Linked DNA regions of Sus scrofa: all the other regions are linked to region 1. A link is a contact called in public Hi-C data. All regions are on one chromosome and are shown on one strand. Each heading gives the region's core, a stretch centred on a gene start, on an enhancer-like site or on the middle of the called end of the contact. The rest is flanking DNA. Distances are from core to core; before and after follow the strand shown.

What was found. Hi-C and Micro-C count contacts between places; a contact is called where the count stands out from the background.
Region 2: a contact with region 1 is called in a Hi-C map of subcutaneous adipose tissue, with 2.3 times the contacts expected there. The contact joins two enhancer-like sites. A contact is called at or near these places in 9 of 47 Hi-C or Micro-C datasets (alveolar macrophages, embryonic fibroblasts, fetal skeletal muscle and 5 more) and 1 of 2 datasets of contacts at active chromatin or transcription factors (skeletal muscle).
Region 3: a contact with region 1 is called in a Hi-C map of liver, with 3 times the contacts expected there. The contact joins two enhancer-like sites. A contact is called at or near these places in 2 of 47 Hi-C or Micro-C datasets (both in liver) and 1 of 2 datasets of contacts at active chromatin or transcription factors (skeletal muscle).
Region 4: a contact with region 1 is called in a Hi-C map of skeletal muscle, with 2.8 times the contacts expected there. The contact joins two enhancer-like sites. A contact is called at or near these places in 1 of 5 promoter capture datasets (liver), 16 of 47 Hi-C or Micro-C datasets (alveolar macrophages, blood, embryonic fibroblasts and 8 more) and 2 of 2 datasets of contacts at active chromatin or transcription factors (alveolar macrophages and skeletal muscle).
Region 5: a Hi-C map of liver shows a contact between it and region 1, with 4 times the contacts expected there. The contact joins two enhancer-like sites. A contact is called at or near these places in 1 of 5 promoter capture datasets (liver), 24 of 47 Hi-C or Micro-C datasets (adipocytes, alveolar macrophages, brain and 13 more) and 1 of 2 datasets of contacts at active chromatin or transcription factors (skeletal muscle).

Annotation. Positions count from the first base shown.
Region 1 is chr15:107,085,931-107,090,001 of Sscrofa11.1, reverse strand. No RefSeq gene overlaps it. Among named protein-coding and RNA genes, the nearest start is that of CD28, 40 kb to the left of the region's middle. Within about 2 kb of position 1,976, at least 29 of the 83 cell types and tissues checked have an H3K27ac peak or open chromatin away from gene starts, as enhancers often do. A contact at or near this core is called in alveolar macrophages, fetal liver, fetal skeletal muscle and 4 more, where this site is marked.
Region 2 is chr15:107,321,361-107,325,431 of Sscrofa11.1, reverse strand. No RefSeq gene overlaps it. Among named protein-coding and RNA genes, the nearest start is that of ICOS, 27 kb to the left of the region's middle. Within about 2 kb of position 1,956, at least 14 of the 83 cell types and tissues checked have an H3K27ac peak or open chromatin away from gene starts, as enhancers often do. A contact at or near this core is called in alveolar macrophages, fetal skeletal muscle, retroperitoneal adipose tissue and 1 more, where this site is marked.
Region 3 is chr15:106,915,777-106,919,847 of Sscrofa11.1, reverse strand. The region is part of intron 10 of RAPH1 (ras-associated and pleckstrin homology domains-containing protein 1); the gene reads left to right. Among named protein-coding and RNA genes, the nearest start is that of RAPH1, 80 kb to the left of the region's middle. Within about 2 kb of position 2,162, at least 2 of the 83 cell types and tissues checked have an H3K27ac peak or open chromatin away from gene starts, as enhancers often do. A contact at or near this core is called in liver, where this site is marked.
Region 4 is chr15:107,231,837-107,235,907 of Sscrofa11.1, reverse strand. No RefSeq gene overlaps it. Among named protein-coding and RNA genes, the nearest start is that of CTLA4, 49 kb to the left of the region's middle. Within about 2 kb of position 1,762, at least 22 of the 83 cell types and tissues checked have an H3K27ac peak or open chromatin away from gene starts, as enhancers often do. A contact at or near this core is called in alveolar macrophages, fetal skeletal muscle, retroperitoneal adipose tissue and 1 more, where this site is marked.
Region 5 is chr15:106,948,104-106,952,174 of Sscrofa11.1, reverse strand. The region is part of intron 4 of RAPH1 (ras-associated and pleckstrin homology domains-containing protein 1); the gene reads left to right. Among named protein-coding and RNA genes, the nearest start is that of RAPH1, 48 kb to the left of the region's middle. Within about 2 kb of position 2,129, at least 6 of the 83 cell types and tissues checked have an H3K27ac peak or open chromatin away from gene starts, as enhancers often do. A contact at or near this core is called in fetal liver, fetal skeletal muscle and liver, where this site is marked.

The sequences.
Region 1 (4,071 bases), core at 727-3,226:
AATCATACTAAGAAAGTTGAGGAATGAATTCTGCAGTATTTGGGATCAACTTCAAACATATGCTTTAAAAAAAAAAAGAAAGAAAGAAAGTTTCCCATCCAAATTCCTAAATTCATGTGCATATGAATAAAATAAACCTGCCTAATCACCTTCAAATCACTTGGGTAGCTTTGAACATAGAGTGATAATGCCACAAGCTTCTCTAAATGCATGCCAGGCACTTGCCAACTGGATCCTTCCTTTAATACCCAACAACTGACAACTTTGAAGTATACATATTTAATATTTTCCACATATCCACATCTAAATAATCAAACTATAAAATCCACTGGAATTCTTGATTAATTATCCAGACTTTACCAAGCTACGTCATGTCTAAGTGCTCCCCACCCCCGCCCAAGCAGCCAACCCTGAATGTCACTAACATGAAAAGCATTGTCACCCACCCAGAGAAGCCTAAATATTTGCTTTAATCTGCTAGGGGAGGGCCATTTGGGCAGTTCCCTCAGATGCATTTCTCTTTTCTCCATCTGCTCTTCCTTTTATCCTGATTTACCTTGCAAGTACATAAGGCAATGGTTTTCAAACTGGATGCTATGGCACCCCAGAATCTGAACACTTTACCAAATTTTGAAAAAAAATCATATCTGCTGCCACTGAGTACACATACTGTTACTGAGATGCCAGGATTCATCTTGCAAAGAGTAATAGCAGGACCAGCCACAAAGAAAGACGGTATATTTTCTGAAACATGTAAACAGTTTGTTCCACAAACATATCAGACATCAAGTTCAGGGCAGTAAACAGCTGTCCTTGAACCTAGACAGAGCACCGAAAAGCAATCACACAAGCTGTGCTCTGCTCTAGTTATTTTTATGGACACCATGAGATCGGTTTTATCATACTTGAGATGGTGGCATAGTTTTGATTCTTTGAAGCCCTTCATTTGTGTTTCCAACAATTCCAGCACTTGAAAGTATGCTACAAACACAGAAGATTGAGAACCTTCAATACAACAGAAGGCTTTATACTTTTGTAAAAGACCTGGGGATACATACAGATTTGGGTTATCTATGATTATCTGATTTTGGTTATGTGAACCTACTCCTTCAGAGGAAATATGAAATTAAGCGAACGCTTTAATTTAAGGACAGATTCTGCATCCCAGAGGCAATTTTCAGAAATAAAGTCAAAGTAAATTAGACCAACCCTAAATCTAACATCTCCATCAGAAGACATTATATGATCCTAGATACTCTCTTTATTGCAGCTTGTGCTCTGCGACATAACTATCTCTCAGGATGCCAAAAAGAGGAGACTGTGAACATCAGAGAGCTCAAAATTTCCCAAAGTGTTCCTCTTCCCTCTGTTTTCCATCTTCCAACTAAATCGTATTGGCAGCCCTTTTCTCCCCTGAAGGTTTGTGTCTGAACCTGATACAGGGCTGGGGCCTCTTTTGGAGTAAGCTTTTGCTTCAATAAGTTGTATCACAGAAATAAATGTGAGAGCTTCCCGTCCCTGCCAATCATATCCATTCAAAATAATAGCACTTGCCAGGACCGGAGGTTGTGGGGAGGGAAGAAAGAGGAGAGCAGGGAGGAGGTAATGTCAGGAATTGTTCCCTTGCAGCTGGTATTGCTCAGTAACAACTGTTCCTGCAAAACAAAAGATCACTTCAGAAAGCCAGACAGACAGAGGCCAACAGAAAGAGATCATTATAATCACATGTTAGAATCAAACAGCTTGAATTACTTTGTTCAAGCCTCTTTAAGTTTCCTCGCTGTTTCATATAAACGTAACAATTCGACATACTCTACTATAAATACTATAGCATCAATATAATGACAAAGAAATCATCCTTCCAAACATCTACCAATTAACAGGTTTCTTTTCTGCTTAGCTTCCTCCATCCTGGGGAGAAAAGATTAAAGATGTTCTAACACAGGGAGGCAGTGTAGCACAGTGGTGAAGAGCACAGGCTTGTCCCCAGAGCAGGATACTGTCCCAGCTTTGCTTCTTATCTGTGTGACCTTGGGCAAGTTTCTCAACCTCTCCAAAGGCTTAGTTTTCTCCATTGCTAAATGAAGATTGAAACTCATCTCCTTGATGGGATTGTGAGAATTAAGAGAAATTGCATGTGAAACACTGAGCACAGCACCTGATCCCCTAAAGACCATGTAGTAAGTGTTTGTTGTTTGGAGTCAATAAATAGGTGAAGAAACAAATACGTCATTTTCCCCTTTGGACTTCTCATTTTCTATCCTCATCCCACCCCCAATCTAAGCCAAAAAGAGGGAAGTCTTTGGAAGTAGTTGTGGCACGCTTGTCAGGTCAGATTGCCAAAGGAGAATGTGATGTCTAATTGGCTGGTCTTAGCTTTGCTGTTGGATCAAAGACCTGCTCCACAGCTGTCCTTCCCTCACCCTTCTCATATGTCCCCTCCCGTCACACAGCAGCCACTGGGCCTGTCCATGTGGGAGATGACTATTACGTGCCAGCAGTTAGGTAGGTCCCGTTCAGGAAGTAAGAATTACCCAACTTTTATGTAGAGACAGTGTCCTGGGGCAAAGTCACAGTGATAACAAGGAGACAGGTGTTGGGGGTGGGGTAGGAAAGAGGCTTTTTTTTGTCGGGGGAGGGGGGGAGTATCTTTTTTTTCTTAATAGACAAATATGTGAAGTGTTCCTAGCTTTAGATCTTAGCTTTTTCCTTAAGATGTTTACTTAACTGTCTATAACTTCTTCAACACAACATCAAGACTGACCACATCCCACATAATCAGAAAAAGACAAGGGAACACTCCTTAGGTCTATGTGAACGATGGAACCAAGGAGGAATTTTACAATTATAGGTTTCCTCTGACGAAAGAACCAAAAGGTCCTCTGCACACCAAACTCATTTCATGACCGCTTTGGCCTCAGAAGAAGTGGGTGGCACAGTCACTTTCAGTGGTTTATGGGCTATTCCAATGTCCGCATCAGGGAAAAGAAATCTGGTCACGTGCAAAACCCCAACTGCTGATTCGAATGAGTTGCTGTGACAATGTTTTAAAAAATGCTTCCTAAAGGAATACAGCATGCACCCACGTGAAGGTATTTGCCTGTGTCAGAAGTTGCAGAAGTGCTAAGTGACACTGAGCTCAGCTGGCCTAAAGCCAAGTGAAGTATTTCACCCTGAAGGAAATTATAGTGCTGTCATTGTGTTGTAATCAGCCTCTATAAAATGAAGCATTGTGTTTCTGCTGAGTCGTGAGCAGAAAAAAATGATGCAGGATCTGGCTTCCTTAGGGGAAGAGGGAGAGTGTATCTCTGCATCCACAGAAGAGGATATTCCATTTGGTCTCCTGAAGTATATATTTTGCTCATCTTTTTTTTTTTTTTTTTAATTCTGCCTTTTCAAAGGGAGTTGTCTCTGACCCAAAATTGCAACACTCACTATGTGCAGAAGATGTTGCCATCTTTGTTGCCACTGATTTATAGAAGAGCACTCATTGTTTACACCCATCTTAATATACAAGAAATTTAGGTGGAGGGAAGAAAGTCTTGAAAATATGACACATGCTGAATTTTTCTCAGCTGTCTCCAGCAGCAGAAACCAGGCCAACACTTTAATGAAGAGGCCCACGAGGCGTTTCCACATTTTAAAGCCTCAGCAGTTAAATGGAAAATTAGCTCAGGCATATATGCTCAAGTATAGTAACTAGGCAAGCCTGCTGAAAACCAAAGGTTGTCATTACAACAGGTCATTTGCTGGTTAGGAAAGAACAAAGATCACGATAGTTCAACTCTAACATTAAAAAAAAAAAAAAATTCCCAGTAGTTGGATAATGTGGTACTTTAGGCAAGAGACCTAATAAAATACTCTCTGGTTATTCCTACATGGCCCAATCCTATTCTTCTCTTATTTCAATACTCTGAGCACCTCTTTCAGTTTTGAAAATAAAACCCCCAATTTTTATCTACAGACATGTGACAGACTGATTTTGCTAAGAGTCTCAGACCTAATCTCTATTAATGTTTAGCTTCTGGTTGCCTCCAGTTTAGAAGTTGGTGTGCCCACTAGAGGGGAAGG
Region 2 (4,071 bases), core at 707-3,206, 240 kb before region 1:
AACATAGAGTGGGAGAATTGACATTTGTTTAAGTTTCCATACAATGTGCTAAGATTTTAACATGCATTATCTCATTAAATGCTCACAATAGTTCTATTATACAGATAAGAAAATTGAGGCTCAAGAAAATAGCATCTGGCAGAGGCTGGGTGTCACATATTTAACTATCTTCCCATTATACTCACACATGCTCTAGTTGGCTCAGCTGTGTAAGTGCTTCATTTCATCAGCTTTTTAATATTTTAATAATTTTGACAAGTTGGTTCTCTAAGGATTCTATCCATCATCGGGTTTTATGATAATTGACAATGACCCTGATGTTCAAAATGGAGCTGCCTGTGATCAAATACAGAATCCATTGGATTCATCAATACCCACTCCGGTGGCTGAATGACAGAATCTTCTTTAATAAAAGAGTAGAACTAGGCACCACTTCCTGGGTCTGTGCTGCTCCAGTGGAGACAGGCAGAGTGTGACCCAAATGGAATATTCCAAGGACTCCTGAGCCCAAAGCAGGTGTTCTGTTTGTTCAGTCGGGTTGCCCTTTATTTTAAAGGTAATGAGGTGATTAAAAAGAGTCCTGTGTAGTTAAACATACTTATATAAGCTGTGGGGGTGGCTGATAAATATTTTTAAGTATTAAAAATATGTCTGCGTCCTTTTTTAATGTCCCAAGTACTAGAGATTTCCACAATTCCCAAATATAGCCACTAGAGGGTGCTGCCAAATCATACTTAAATCACAAAATCAGCAGCTGAATAAATAAATGCTTTTGTCCTGTTTCTGCAATCAAAACAAAAAAGAAAAAGAAAAAAAAAAGAAATTTCCATACGCATGAGTGCAATTCAGTATAAAAAGGGGCAGGATTTTTTTTTTTTTTTAAACAATGCACAGTACAGGCCCATCAAGCAGCAAAAGCAATGAATTCCTGTACTGCCAACAGATTCAAGTAAATCTCGGTAAGAAGTGATAGACAAATTGATGTAGTGATACCTTTGCTTGAATTGTTCTCTTAGAAGAATTTTGTATTTGCATTGAAGGAGATGATTGCCTGAAAAGCTGTGCACTTTTTGTCATGCTTTGCTTTGGGGGGTAGTGAAAACGCTTCCACACAGAGATTTGAGAAGGAAACTGAGATCTCCTTGGAGGACTGCAGTATCCCAGTGAGGGCAAGAAAACCAGCTGATATTGATATGCATCTTGTCAGGCTCAGGCTGAGAACAGAGCATGACCCCAGCACCTGCTGGGATATGACCTGAACCACCTGAAGAGAATAGACAGTCAGGAGGCAGGTTTGCCCCAACTCACTGTGAACATACGTTCTGAAGTTCATTGTCAGACCCATGTTTGGAATTGAGAGAAGTGTGAAAGATGATTAGAGTCTTCAGGCTGCCAATCAAATTCTATGCAATCTGTAGGGCAGATTTTATCAGGAGGAGAGGGGAGCAGCCTGCACTGAGCACTTATCCTATACCACCACCCCATATCTTACCCTATTTTACTCTCAAGGCAAGTTTAAGGTGAGTATTATTATCTCATTTTGTAGATGACTGGGATCAGACATAAAAACTCCCTCAAAGTCCTATAACCAGCAAAGTCAGAGATAAGCCAGATGAACTCAAAGCCTGTGCCCTTTGACTTAACCCACTCCTATACCTAGTGCATGCTTTCCGTGTACCAGATACTCTTCCAAGTACGTCACGCATCATTTCATTTACAACCACAGTAGGTCTAACAAAGAGGTACTGATGCTGTTATTGACATTTTAAAGGTGAGGCAACCAAAGCTCAGAGAGGCTAAGATGTAAAATAGCTGCAAGGTGACTTCCATGAATTCCAAACCAGGCCATGAAGTTCCAGAACTGTTGTTGTGAAACAAACCGCCACCCAGGGCCCCTCAGCAGGCACTCAGATGTTGGCTGAGTTACAAATCCTCAGACCAAAGGCCATGACTGCCTAAAGGGAAAGGGTTTCTCTCCCTGTACACACCATTAGATTAAGTAACGCTTGCTTGGAGCGTATTTGCTGGGTTCCTCTTTTCGTGCTTTATATTTATGATATCATTTGGTTCTCACAGTAGTCCTTGGAGAAAGGAATAGTATCTCCATGTTTAGATGGGGATACTTGTGCCAGAAAGGTTACTTAACCTACCCAAGGATATGCAATTAATAAATAGCAGAAGTAAGACTAAAATGTAACATCTGTTTAACTTGGAAGGATTTTCATGAAGTATTGTTGAATAAGAAAAGCCAAATCCCAAAAAGCACACACATTGCATTTATATAAAGAATTACATCAACACGGAAAAAAAATAGAAACAAACATCTTAGGTTGTTAATCTAGGTTATAGGAGAAGGTGTGGTAAGGATGTAAAAAGTATATACAACACGTATTTTTTTCCATAGGTGAAAACTATGCATCTGTGTGAGGATAGGTACATAAAGTTATACAATTTAAATAAAAATTATGACAAATAAAAATAATTAAATAAGTTAATAGATATTTGATAAAAGTCGGTAGCCATTTTTGGTTAAAGCTCTTAGAACAAACACTTTATGGATCTGTCTTTCTCATCCTGGATTATTAACAGAAATCAAAAGTAAGCATGATATTTAAGTTTAAAACTCTGAGTGTATTCGAGTTAGAGTCAGAAACAAGACTAGGAATCCAACTATTATTCTCTATTATTCAACATTGTTCTGGAAGTTCTAGTTCATGCAATAAGGACAAAAAAAAAAAAGAATTAAGAAGGTGAAATCTTTAGAAAGGAAGACACAAAATTACATGTGCAAGTAATTCTGTTATAAAAGAAAAAATACACATATTTTTGTCAATACAAAAATGCCTTCACACAACATAGAACCAATCCTAGATACCATTATTATTTATTTATTTAATTTTGCTTCTTAGGGCTGCACGCAGGGCATATTGAAATTCCTATATGGGGGTTGAATCAGAGCTAGGGGCCAATCGGAGCCATCACAGCCACAGAAACATGGAATCCAAGCTGCCTCTGTGACCTACACCACAGCTCGCGGCAATACCAGATCCTTAACCCACTGAGTGAGGCCAAGGATCAAACCCACATCCTCATGGATGCTAGTCAGGTTCATTACCACTGAGCCACGACAAGAACTCCACTAGACACCACTTTTAAATTGGCAAAAATTAACGTTGGTGCCATTTTAACTCCTTTACCACCTATCACCTGGTAGTTCCTACCCCTCCAAGTCTTGGGGCTGTTATGTTTCTCTAAGCTCCAGGTGGTTTTTAAGGTGAGTTCTAGAACAACAACAGCAACAGCAGGGAGCTCTCATCTCTAGAAAGGGGGGAAGTGTTGAGAACACTGACTGCTGTGGAAGCAAATCATTTCTCTGCAGAAATATGATAGGTGGAATAAGATCCAAAAAAGTAAGGACTGCATGGAACATTAACATGGTAATGGTGGTAAGGAACATACATATCCATGCAACTACACACATGCGTGTGTGTCTTTTATACATAACACAAATAATTACAGATATTAAAGGCCAAACATGTAGCAAAAGGATATTTAAAAGTTAAAATTAGATTCTAGTGCTCTAGAGAGAAGAAAAAAATATTCTTTGCAAAAGGAATAAAATAAGCAAATTAGATGGCATCGGACTTCTAGATACACCTTCAAATGAAGATACTCCTTCAAAGTTCTGAAAGAAAACTGTCTTCAGCTTACATCCTTAATCAAATGTGGAGGCAATATAAAAACTTTTTCAGACTTGCAAGGAACAAAATTTTTGCCTTCCACACATCGTTTCTTAAAAATGTTCTAGAGGATGTAACTCAAGAAAACAAAGACATGTCCTTAGTTTCTTCAGAGGTAAATGAGGGCCAAAAACCATGTCTTTGTTTGTTTCTTTGGTTTGGTTGCTTGCCTGCTTGCTTGGGGTTCTTTTTTTTGGGGGGGAGGGGTTGGGTTTTTTTGCTTTTTAGGGCTGCACCCAAGGCATATGGAAGGTCCCAGGCAAGAGGTCAAATCAGAGCTATAGCTTCCAGCCTACTGAGCACCTACCATCCGAGCTTGTCTCCTATACCA
Region 3 (4,071 bases), core at 913-3,412, 170 kb after region 1:
GACCCAGCAGAGGAAGAGGAACCATCTCTCCCTGTGTTTGTCTTCTTTCAAGAGGAGAGAAATATTTCCCAGAAACTACCAACAGCCCTCCCCCTTAAGGGTCATTGGCCCAGAGTACATGCCCACTTCTATACCAATCATTAGCAAGAACCAAAGCTACCATTTTTGGCTTAGACTAGAATTCACTCTCTGAGGTGAGGTGTAGACATCCATACAAATTGACACATGAGCATATGAGTTCTGACAAACAAATGAAACAAAAAAATGCTGCCACACAGGATCTATACAAATGCAAATGTGAATATTGGTAGAAACTGATCACTTTCCTCAGTTTGAGCTATATGACTGAGTCTGAGTCCTTCCAGTGAAATGCAGGATACAGGAAATAGGTTTGTAGGACACATGTGTAGGAAGTAGTAAAACACATCATTTGGTAATTAGAGTTTTTTTAAGGCAATAAAAATAATAACAATGGGAAGAGCTTATTCATGAACTTTGACAATGTAGAAATAAATAGAAATAGAATAGACCTATTATCTGAAAGAGGTACACACTTGGGACACATGTATGCGTGTGTAACTAAGATTCGTAAAGAAAATCTATGCTTTAAAAAAAAAATATATATATATATATATTATAATTGTTGGACTAGAGCTCGGCCTAGCCAGATTTCAATTATCATTCCTTAAGAAATGAGGCAAAGTAATTTAATATGTTAGGTGGGAAGGAAAAATGGTTAGGATTTAGGGATGCTATGTGAACATGTACTTTTCAAACACCGTTATTAACAGAAAGATACTATACAGGACGATCATGGAAGTAATGGGGGGAGTGTTGTAGTCTTATTTTTAAGCTTTTTCATGTTAGTTAAGAGAATTGATTTTCAGGTCTCTTTGTGTTTCCAGAGTAATAAGTGGGTTATATATACTCAGTAGTTTCTTTTGGCACTTGGACTGACTTATTTGGAGTATCACTTCTAATTACAGAGTTTTAGGAACTATCTCAATCTGATTTTTGGCATAAACAGAGAAAAATAATCTGATAGCATGATAGTAATCTAAAATTGCTTATTGTGTTCTTAAATTTTTTTTAATTCTCAATTTTTTTACCTTTTATCAGAGAATGAAAACTTTCCAAATCAAGCGTAATTTTAAAAATCAGATGATAACCTTTCTTTCTTAATAGCTGTTCATTTGTCTTAGCAATTTCATTATATACAAGCATACTTCAAAGATACTGAGGGTTTGGTTCCAGACCACTGCAACAAAGTGAATATTCCAATAAAGCAAATCGTATGAATTTTTTGGTTTCCCAGTGCATATAAAGTTATGTTTACACTATACTGCATGTCTGAAAAAAATGTACATACCTTAATTTTAAAATACTTTGTTACTTAAAAATGCTAACTCATCTGAGCCTTTCCAAGTCATGGTAGTGATATTAAAAATCACTGGCTGGAGTTCCCGTCGTGGCGCAGTGGTTAACGAATCCGACTAGGAACCATGAGGTTGCGGGTTCGGTCCCTGCCCTTGCTCAGTGGGTTAACGATCCGGCGTTGCCTGTGAGCTGTGGTGTAGGTTGCAGACGCGGCTCGGATCCCGCGTTGCTGTGGCTCTGGCGTAGGCCGGTGGCTACAGCTCCGATTCAACCCCTAGCCTGGGAACCTCCATATGCCGCGGGAGCGGCCCAAGAAATAGCAACAATAACAACAACAACAACAACAACAACAAAAAAAAAAAAAAAAATCACTGGTGACAGATCACCATAACACATACAATAATAATGCAGAAGTATTGTGAGAATTACTCAGATGTGATGCAGAGGCATGAAGTGAGCAAATGCCTTTGGAAAATGGCACCAGTAGACTTGGTTGACATAGGGTTGCCACGAGCCTTCATTTTGTAAAAAGCACAGTGTCCCAAAGCCAAGTGCAATAAAATGAGGTATGCATGTATTCTCTTCGGAGTCTTTAAGGATCTAAATGTTGAGCTTCTGGTTTTTAGCAAAATATGTCTCCTCTGTACTCACTCTGAGCTCTTATGTGATTGTTAAAGTGGTAGAATAATATTGTGGGGAAATGAAGAGCCAGGCAACAAATTTAGAAAACAGTTTCACCCCTGATAAGGCAGTAGTATGACATAATAATTAGGAGTGTGGACTTTGGAATGAGGTGGCATGGTTTCAAATCCTGGTTCTTTCACTTGTTGGTGAGCAACTATGAGTGCTATCTTAACCTTTCTGTGCCTCATTTTTTTTTCCTCTGATGGATATAATATGTAATTCATAGGGTTTTCATTAAGATGGAACAAGCTAATGTATGTGAAATACTCAGCATAATGCTTGGTACATACCAAGTGCTCAATAAATTCCACTTCTAATAAAATAGCAATATTTTAGCAGAACAAGTTACCTCCTGAGGTATTGGTGCAGAGCCTGGATGATCAAAATGAAGGCTTTGGAAGGCTATTACAGGGTAGTTGAAAAAATAATTTTTGATGCCCTAAAATGAATTTTAAACTAGCAGGTAATCTGCTGATAGTCATATCACAGTACTCCTCAGGGTATTATTTGGATTCCCAGGTTAGGGAGATGAAGACAGAAGGATAGAGGATTGTTTCTCTTTGATTTACTCTGATGTTGTGTGGGATAAAAACACTGTGTGCAAAATAATTAGAACACACACATACTCCCAAGGCAGGGCAACTGCTGTAGGTAACACTCCTTGTGGTAGCCCTGCTCTCAGGAAATGGAAGGAATCAGCTGAGAATGATTTGTAAATCACCATTTACAGGGGAGAGGGTGGTGATAAAGGCTGAGAGCCATTGTTCTGAGCTCTGAACCCTGCGCTGTAAGCAGGGCCTCACTGAAGCCAGTGATGGAGAACAGCTCTTTAAGCCCTAATTGACCTCAATGAAGAAAGCTTTTTCTGTCAGCGCACTTTATCTTCAGCACAAACTGTGGCTTCTTACGTTTTGTTTCTCTGTAGCCCAAGACCTACTTAAAGCATCTGGCAAATAGTTCTTGCCCAACAAATACTCGTTGAATGAGTGGATGAAATAAAATTCCCCTTCCCGGAGTTCCCTTCGTGGCTCAGCAGTTAACAACCCAACCAGGATCCATGAGGAGGCAGGTTCGATCCGTGGCCTCTCTCAGTGGGCTGAGGATCTGGCATTGCTGTGGCGTAGGTCACAGACACTGCTTGGATCCCGTGTGGCTGTGGCTGTGGCGTAGGCCAGCAGCTGTAGCTCCAATTTGACCCCTAGCCTGGGAACTTCCATATGCCATGAGTGTAGCCCTAAAAAGAAAAAAAAAAAAAAAAAATTCCCCTTCCTTCTTTTATAGAATACAGACACCTCAACCTGTCCTTCTTTGCTCTTTCAAGATTGCTGTGGTGGTTTACTATAATGTGACTTAAATAAGCACAAGGGAATATATTCAAAGAGAAGGCTGTGGAGCCTGAATTATCAGGGGAGAAAACTGTTAGGTATTGTTTTGTTAACCTCCCATTGTTGAAGGTTTATTGTGTAAATTTTTGACTGTAGCCTTCAATAACTAAATTGGCTTTGATATTAACTGTTTTATCATAGGAGCTGAGCTCTGTAACACAATGAATAGAACAAATGGATTTACATTTCTCTCTTTGTAGACCAGCGGGATTGACTTTTTAATAATTCAGATAGATAACATATTGGTGGCCATCTATTCCTGCTGCATTGAAAGTTTATTTTTTTGATGTCATGGGTTTTCACGATAAATGTGGTTAGAGAATTTTACAGCCTTTTTCTTATAAATGAACATAAATTTAAATATTTCTCCAGGTAAAATATAGTCTTTTAAATTTTTCAACAGAAAAGAGAGGTAGGGTAGTAATTAACAATCATTATATCCATTACTAAGTGTGGTTTAGGGTTTTTCTTCCCGGGGAACTAGTAGTTGTGACCTTAAGTCTGTTCTAGCACTTGCATTTTGTAGCCAAGGTCAAGTCGATCAGTTCCCATTTAAGCCTCAACTGAAGAGTGCATTGGGTTGTGAAAACTAAATCGGATGTTGCTGTTGAAAAGCTGCTTGTTG
Region 4 (4,071 bases), core at 513-3,012, 150 kb before region 1:
AAGGAACCTCCTTCATCTTACAGTGAGGAAGCTGGGTTCCAGGTGGGTGAAGTGACTTGCTCATGGATATAGCTTCAGAGTGGCTAGGCTGAGAGTGGAACCCAAACTCTCTCCTACCAGGTCAGGGCTCTTTCCACTGTCTCCACAACTCCTAAGGGGTAGCTCTTACAAAGAAACCTTAAAGAGTTTGATTTATTAGCAAGGGAGGGCTTTAGAACATTACCTGTTATCTGACAATGAAAGGGTTTCCTTTGGGGAGACAATTGTATAGCCAATAAAAACTCAATACTTGTTCCTAAATCCAACACTTGGGGTTATTCCCTATAAAAATAAGGATCGTAGTGTCAGCCAGACCCGTTTCAAAGACTGTAGTCAACTCTGTAATTATAGCATAACAACTCCCTCTGAGCCTGTGGGGGCTTTCTAAAATTTACAAGGGTGTCATGAGCTTTCTTACGCCTTGACCACATTACCTAGGAAATATATTATTATCATGGTACAACCATCAAGACCTGGTGTCCTACCCACCTCTTCGTCATTCTCATATCTCTGTGGCCAATCAAGAGTCAAATGACCTGCATACAAATACCAATACCTACTTTTGTCCTAGCTTTGCAAAACCAAGGACTTTCTACCAGCAACCCAAAGCAATTCTCCTATGAGCCCCAAATAATCCTGGCAGGACACCCACAGGACTATTCCAACACTGACTACTGAGCTGGCTGCCCTAAACAGCTGGTCTACCCCACTGGGCCTCTTAGCACCTCAAAGCCTCTGAGCCCCAACTCTTCCTTCAGACCCTGCTTTGTGGATTCAGTTCCAGCCCTAACATTCACCCATTTTTCCTTTCCCCTCAGAGGCAGGAGTGAAAACAGAAGTTCCACCCCAGAGTGTTTTCCATTCTTTCCCCATAGGACCAGAGGGCCTGCCCCATTTTTATGCTGCGAAAAGAGCATCCAGCACATTCTCTCTCTCAGCCCTACCATGCATCAGTGATTGGGCACCACTAACTTGGCCTCTTAAATAAACATTCAAAGAAACTTAATAATACAAAACATGTAATTTTCTTCCTATTTTCCCCTCCTTACCCCTCCATAGGCCTCTAACTGCACAATGGGGATAGAGACACAGTTCTATGCTTGCAATATTTTTTTTCTTTGTAGGGCCACACCCACGGCATATGGAAGTTCCCAGGCTAGAGGTTGAATCAGAGATGCGGCTGCCAGCCTACGCAACAAGGGTGAGGGCAAGGGGACTTAGAATAGAAAGAGGTAGGTGTCAAAGACAAGGAAATCCAAAGAAGAAAAGCTTGAAATAGGGCATCCTTATGAAAAACCAGTTTCTTCTTTCTATACAAGGCTCTCTTGATCTGCAGGCGTAGTAAAGAGGGTATGCAGCCTTCTCCACCAGCCCATCCCCCTCTCCTGCTACCCTCATTTCTTCTAAAATCCAAAACCGATCTCATTCCCTCCAAACAGTCCTCCTTAATTTCCCTTGCCTGCCCTGTCCTTCATAACACTTGGGCTTCCTTGCATCCCAATCAGTGGCCTTCCCTATGCCAGCTGGTGCGAAGAATAAAACATGGGGACAGTAGAAAGCAAAAATTGTTCCAATTCCTGGTCCATCCCCTTTTCCAGCCAACTGTGGGAAAATGCAAGTCTCACCGGATTTTTAAAATGACGTCTTGGTCATTTAATGTGGAGGGAAGGATTTCCTGGCTGTGAGAAACTCATTAGCAAATGGAATCCAGGCATGCAGTACCCACCCTCCTCAAGCACGTCTACATTTCAAGGCAAAACGTCTCCCTTTGTCCAAAGAGAGGATTATAGATAGGCACCAAACGCAATGCTTCTACCAAAGGAAAGACATACAAACCAAAAAAGTGAGAAAAGCTTTCACAAGCGAAAGGGAGATGTGACCTGTTTTTAAAAATCAAACCGACTGCATTGTGTCTGAAGGGATCACCGCCTATTCGCCTGGTATTGCAATAAAACATATTGACCCATAGATGGCGCACGGAGACTGCTGAATAAATACCTAGTTCCAGCCCTCACAGAATTAGTTAGCCTAACCCCGAGGTCCGAACGCTCCAATTTATCGCTCCAATTTATCGCTCCAACCTATCACCCGTCTTTGCTACAACCATGAGCTGGCTGTGTGGCTTCTCTGCTTCAGTTGGATAATCATAGAGGAGGACTCAGATTTCACTGTTTTCTTCAAGAAATCTGATGTTTTAAATTCTATTCTGAATGAAAATTAGCCCAAATTCCTCAGGCTGGTGCAGTCCATCCTAGCAGGTGGACAGATACGAATCTGTTTCAAGTGCACAGCATGAGAACCCCAACTCTTCCTCAGCCTCTGAACTTTCATGTTTTCCACAACCTCCCTTGGTTTTATTGCCAAGACCTGGTCACAAACATCAAATCCATTTTGACAACGAGAATTTAAACGGCTACTTTTTTTTTTTTTTTTTTTTGCTCTTGAGGGATGCACCCAAGGCATATGGAAGTTCCTAGGCTAGGGGTCGAATCTGAGTTGTAGCTTCCAGCCACAGCCACAGCCACAGCAAAGGGGAATCTGAGCCCCATCTGCAACGCCGGATCCCCAACCCACTGAGCAAGGCCAGGGATCAAACCCGCATCTTCATGGTTACTAGTTGGGTTCCTTAACCATTGAGCCATGAAGGGAACTCAACTTTAGATTGTTAATCTGACTGTTTATATGTGTTTCATAATTATCATGTATAAACCTTTATCTTGCCTCAATAAGTCTTCACAATAATGCAACAAATGTAGTGGAGTTACTCTAATTTAGAGATAAGAGGCCAAGGGTTAACATTTTCCAGGCTTGTGACATCAGACCAAAGATAAAGTCCAGTGCCTTTTTCAACCCATCTGGCTGTGTCTCTCCATACTTTGTGCATGTGTGCCCTCCAAATTTGGTTCTTTTTTTTTTTTTTTTTTTTTTTTTTTTTAATTACCAACTCTACAGTGGTGATCCATTGTCAGTTTGTAGTTAATTGTCACAGTTTAGAGAATTTACATTTCCCAGGTATAATCATAATATCAGAACTTCAAACACTACCCCCCCCCCTCCTTACAGAGCCTTCCAGAGTGCAGGCACCTTTCTAAAGTGTTAACCATGTTAACTCAGGTGACCCTCGCAGTTACACGAAATAAGTAAAGCACTACTATTAACCTCCAATTTATAGGTGAAGAAGCTGAAGCACAGAGAAGTTAAATAATTTCAAGGAAGATCCCACAATAGAAGGTAGAGCTGGGATCTAAACACCAGACGTCGGGCTCCAGTGACCATGTTCTTACCCACTAGACCAATGCACAGTTACAACTATTACTGGGGCACAAAATGAACTAAGTTCATCTTCCCTCTCCTTGATAAAGCTGCAACAATTAACTTGAGGTCAAGTTTAGAAGTGGATACAGCTCCTGCCTGAAACCTCGTGGTGGGTCTTTACAAATCCACAGGGGTCAAGGGAATCCAGTATAGACACAATAAGTCTGCCACAAGAACTTGGTGAGGCTGCCTAAAGGCAGAGCCAAGGAAAATTAGTCTCGTTACCAAGAGAAGAGTGGGGTATGGTGGGATATGTTGTTGACTTTGCCTCTTACATTTGTGTCCCATTTCCAAAGTGATAATTCCATCCTGCTCATTTTAACATGTACTATACAGGCGTCCCCTGAAGGACTGGGGACTCCACTGGGGGAGTAGTGCTCTGCTGGGGGATAAGATAACCCAGATGCCAAGTAGGTGTCCCCTTGCCATTAGAATTTCAATGTGTGGTTTCAACAATGGCAATTTTTGAAGAGCAAATAGAATACAAAATGTAAAGTGTATTTGGTGGCTCCTCAAAAGGTTAAACATAGAATTACCACATGACCCAATAATTCCACCCATAGTGGTTGCAATTGAAAGCAGATTGAAAGCAGCGACTTGAACAGATGTCTATACACGAATGTTCATAACAGCATTATTCACAGTAGGGAAAAGCTGCAAACAACCCACTATGGTCTGAATGGTTTTGTCTCCCCAAAATTCCTTTGTTGAAATCCT
Region 5 (4,071 bases), core at 880-3,379, 140 kb after region 1:
CTCAGGTGGTCGAGCTTCTCCAGAGAAGATTCTTCCAGTCTTCTGCATGGAGGGCATATGCTTAGCAGCCCACTTGGGATAAGGAATGATCCTCAATGTGATCTTTCCTTTAATCCTTCAGCATCAGGATTCCTCACCCATCAACGCTATTGACATTCTGGGTTAGATAATTCTTTGTAGGGGACTATCCTTGCATTATAGGATGTTTAACAGCATCCCTGGCCTCTACACACTAGGTGCCAGTACTGTGTATACCCCTCCACTTGTAACAACAAGGCCTGTCTCCAAACATTGCTGCATGTTCCCTCTGAGGCCAAATGCCCCCATTTGAGAATCACTGTGTTAAGTAGAAAGGGTTAATAGCAGATCTGAGACAACCCCCCCCCCCTTTTTTTTTTTTTCATGAGGAATGGCCGTGGATTTTCCCTCTCCTGGCATTCTTTTACTAGAAACTTGACTAATATAGAATGTGTCCTGGTAATATTGTTTATTTGTGAATTGACTCTGATTGATGAGTGCATATGGACCAGGAAGAGGGAGTGGACAATATAGAAGCCTAGGAAAAGACACTGAATTTGACTTCCTGCTTTGCAACGTGTGACTCTTGTAATGAGTGTGAACATATCCATTGAAAGGCCCTGGACTTACATTTATTGGTTGTTAAACTGTACTACTGGTTCCTGTGAAGTTTCCCTAAGCCCGGGTGATTTCAGTACTTAGTTACATGATCTTTCTTTTACAATGGCGAGTCCAAAAAAAGTCCCTGGTGGGCAGTATAAATCCCTTCTGAAGATAGCATGTCACATACTAGCATGCTGTCTTTGTCTTTCTGCAGAACTAAGTGAAGCTGGTGCCAAGCTATGGTCTGTTGGGTCCTATAAATGAATCTCGGTCTGAACCTGCGATCACTGCAGGTGGCAGGAAAGGAGGAAATCTGGGAATTAACTGCTTTCTTAAGTATGTTTTCAACTAACTCTCCTGCTTTTAGTTGCACCTTCCCTTCTGCTGCTTCTAGACACATTTGAGGTTACAAATAATGTAAATTGGCGTGCTCCTCTGCTTTTCTCCAGTGCTAGCTTACTTAGCATTCAGCTTTCCTTGTGCCTTCTGAGTGTTTACCACTCAGGTGACTATATGCTTTCTAGCTTCCAAAATTTTGACAGGTCTTCTTTTGAGTTTGTCTTTAAAACAACAGCAACAAAATTCTTCGTCTTTGTTTGGGTGCGATTTGAAGAGCGAGCGGACCTACCTCATTGGCTGTTCTCAGTCTCCTACAATCTCTTGACCTTGGAGTGCCCTGAAGCTGCAGTCCTCAGAAAACCTTTCTGTCTGCATCTACTCCTTTTGTGATCTTACGCACTGACAACTCCCAAATTTTAATACTTCATTTATTTAAGTCATACTTTCCCTCCTACATTTTAGTCCCTTTAAAACCATGGTGCTCAACTAGGAGCTATTTTTGCCTCCCAGAGGTCACTCTGGAGACATTTTTGGCTGACAGTGATAGAAGGGTGCTATTGGTATCTGGTGGGTAGAGGCCAGGGGTGCTTCTACAATCCTAAAATCTGACAGCCCCCATAACAAAAAATTATCTGACCCAAAATAGTGCCAAGATTGAGAAGCCATGTTCTAAAACCAGGTGGCACCTGTCACTCACAGTTAGTAAATGGCAGTGATACTGTGTTGTGTGAAGCTGTCGTTGACAGTTTCTGATAAAGATCAATAAAGTACTATTAAATCATCTTAGATTCAAGGAAATACAGGTTTCTTTAGCCAGTGTCCCTCCCCCTGAATTCCAGGCTCATACATCTAATCAATATCTCCATTTGCTTGTTTAATAGATAGCTCAGATTTAACTGGTCTGAAATTGAAGCCCTGATCTTTTCTCCCAAACTTATTCCTCCCACGGTCTTCTCCATCTTAGTTAATGGCTATTCCGTCCTTCCAGTTCATCAGGCAAAAATCCTTAGTGTCTTTATTCCTTTTTCCACCCTGCTTCCAATCCAGCAGCAAATTCTACGGTCTTAACTTCAGACTATATCCAGAATTTGATCGCTTTTCACTGCCTTTACTACCTTCAATCCAACATCACCTTGGTATAGACTTTTGCAATAGCCTTCCAGCTAGTTTTCTGTGTTTACCTTTCCATTAGTCTCTTATCCACATGACAGCCAGAGGGGTCCTATTACAGATAAGTCAGATCTTGCCTCTCCTCTTTTCATATCCAAAGGCTTTATATTCTACTCGGTATAAAGCCAAAATCCCTACAGTGGCCTGCAGGACCTTACCAAATCTACCTTCCTATTCCCTGCCCCTCTGTGTCTTTCTTCTCTCCCTCCTTTACCTTGTCAGCCATACTGCCTCTCAGTTGTTCTTTGCCACAAGTCAGAGCCCACCTCGGAACCTTTGCACTTGTGTCTCGGCCTGGATGCCCTTCCCCATGATAGACCCCCTAATTGCCTTTAGGGATTGCTCAAATGTCATGTGCCAGCGAGGCCTCTGTAATCACCCTATTTTAAAGCTGAGCTCTTCTTCCTCTGCCCTGTGTTTATTTTTTATCTACCTTTTCTGCTTTATATTACTATTTTTGTCACCTTTTAAAATATTATATATTTTACTTTTTAAAAATTTTGCTCATCTATCTTCTCTCACTTGAATATTAGCTCCATGGGGAGAGGAGTTTTTTAAAACATTTCTTTGATTCTTAATGTATCCTTAGCATCTAGAACATTATTTGGCTCATAGGAAGCAATCAGATTATTTGAATTAACATTTAAATATATGCATGTGTGCCATACATCTTTGTCTAGAAGTCTTGTACTTTAAAATTATCAGCAATTGTTTTCTTTCAAGATGGTGGATGGAGTGCTACAAATGAAGTAACATGTGAAAACTCTGATAGTAAATTTTTTTTCTTAACAACTAAGTTCTTTTGAGGCAATAATTATACCTGTTTTAAAGAAACCCAGGACAGAATAGTTACTTTCACTAAATTTCGGTGACAGAAATACCAATTAGAAAAATCAATTTGAGGTTGGTACTATTTCATCTTGGGGATGTGGATATGTAAACTATCTAAAAATAAAGTAGCTCTGTAGCTTATCTTTCTACCTCCTTGCTCTCTGAAGCCAGAAGTATAATTGCACAACAGTATGTCTTTTTCCCTTGGGCTTTTTTTCCTTGATTTTTGTTGAAATACTCTGCTTCCAGGCACTTGACATGCGTTATCTCATTTAAGCCTCCCACTATCCCTTTGGTAGGGGCATTATTCCAAAAAAGAGATTAAGTAGGTCAAAAAACTGGTAAGTCTGTATTTGAATTCCAAAACTACAACATCTGTCTCCCAACTTTTATCAGTATCTTAAAAAAAAAATAAACTGAAGCAGATTATCAAGAATGATTATTTCCTAAATGTTAAAGAAGGCTTTAGCAGAAAAATATTTTCCATGGATAAACATAAAAATGAATTATAGAATGTTTTTAGTTAATATTCTTTTGAAATCCACCAGTAATGTTCATTTGCCAAGTTTTTAAAATTAGAATTCATTGTAGTTGAAGTAAATTCTAATAAGGGCTCTTTATTATCTAAAGCAATGTGAGGTATATGCTGCAGCTGACTTACTGGTACTTTAGTCACAGTAACTGATAAAACAGTACTTTTCAGTAAGACAGCAGTTTGCAAATTTAAGTAGTAATCTCATGTTATAACTTCATATAAAGTAGAATTTACTGTTACAAGGTTAATGGCAAAACAGACCTTTATTTTCTCATAGGGTATAAACTAATGATTCTTCTGAATTTGGAATTTTATACATGAAACTGTATTTTCCCAATGAAAGAAAATGCTTTTAGATGCTTTGCCTGAAGTTGATGGTGGATTCAAAAAGTTTTGCTGAGTCTATAAGGATACTTGATGATTGTATTATAAATTTTTTGATAGGAAAATATTCCTGAGTATATGAGCTACTAAAACTTTTCAGTGTTGTATATTTCCCCCTCATATGTTTGTTTTGTTTTTTTTAATGAAATCTTTCATGGACACACATTATAACTTGTGATGTAGGCAACACA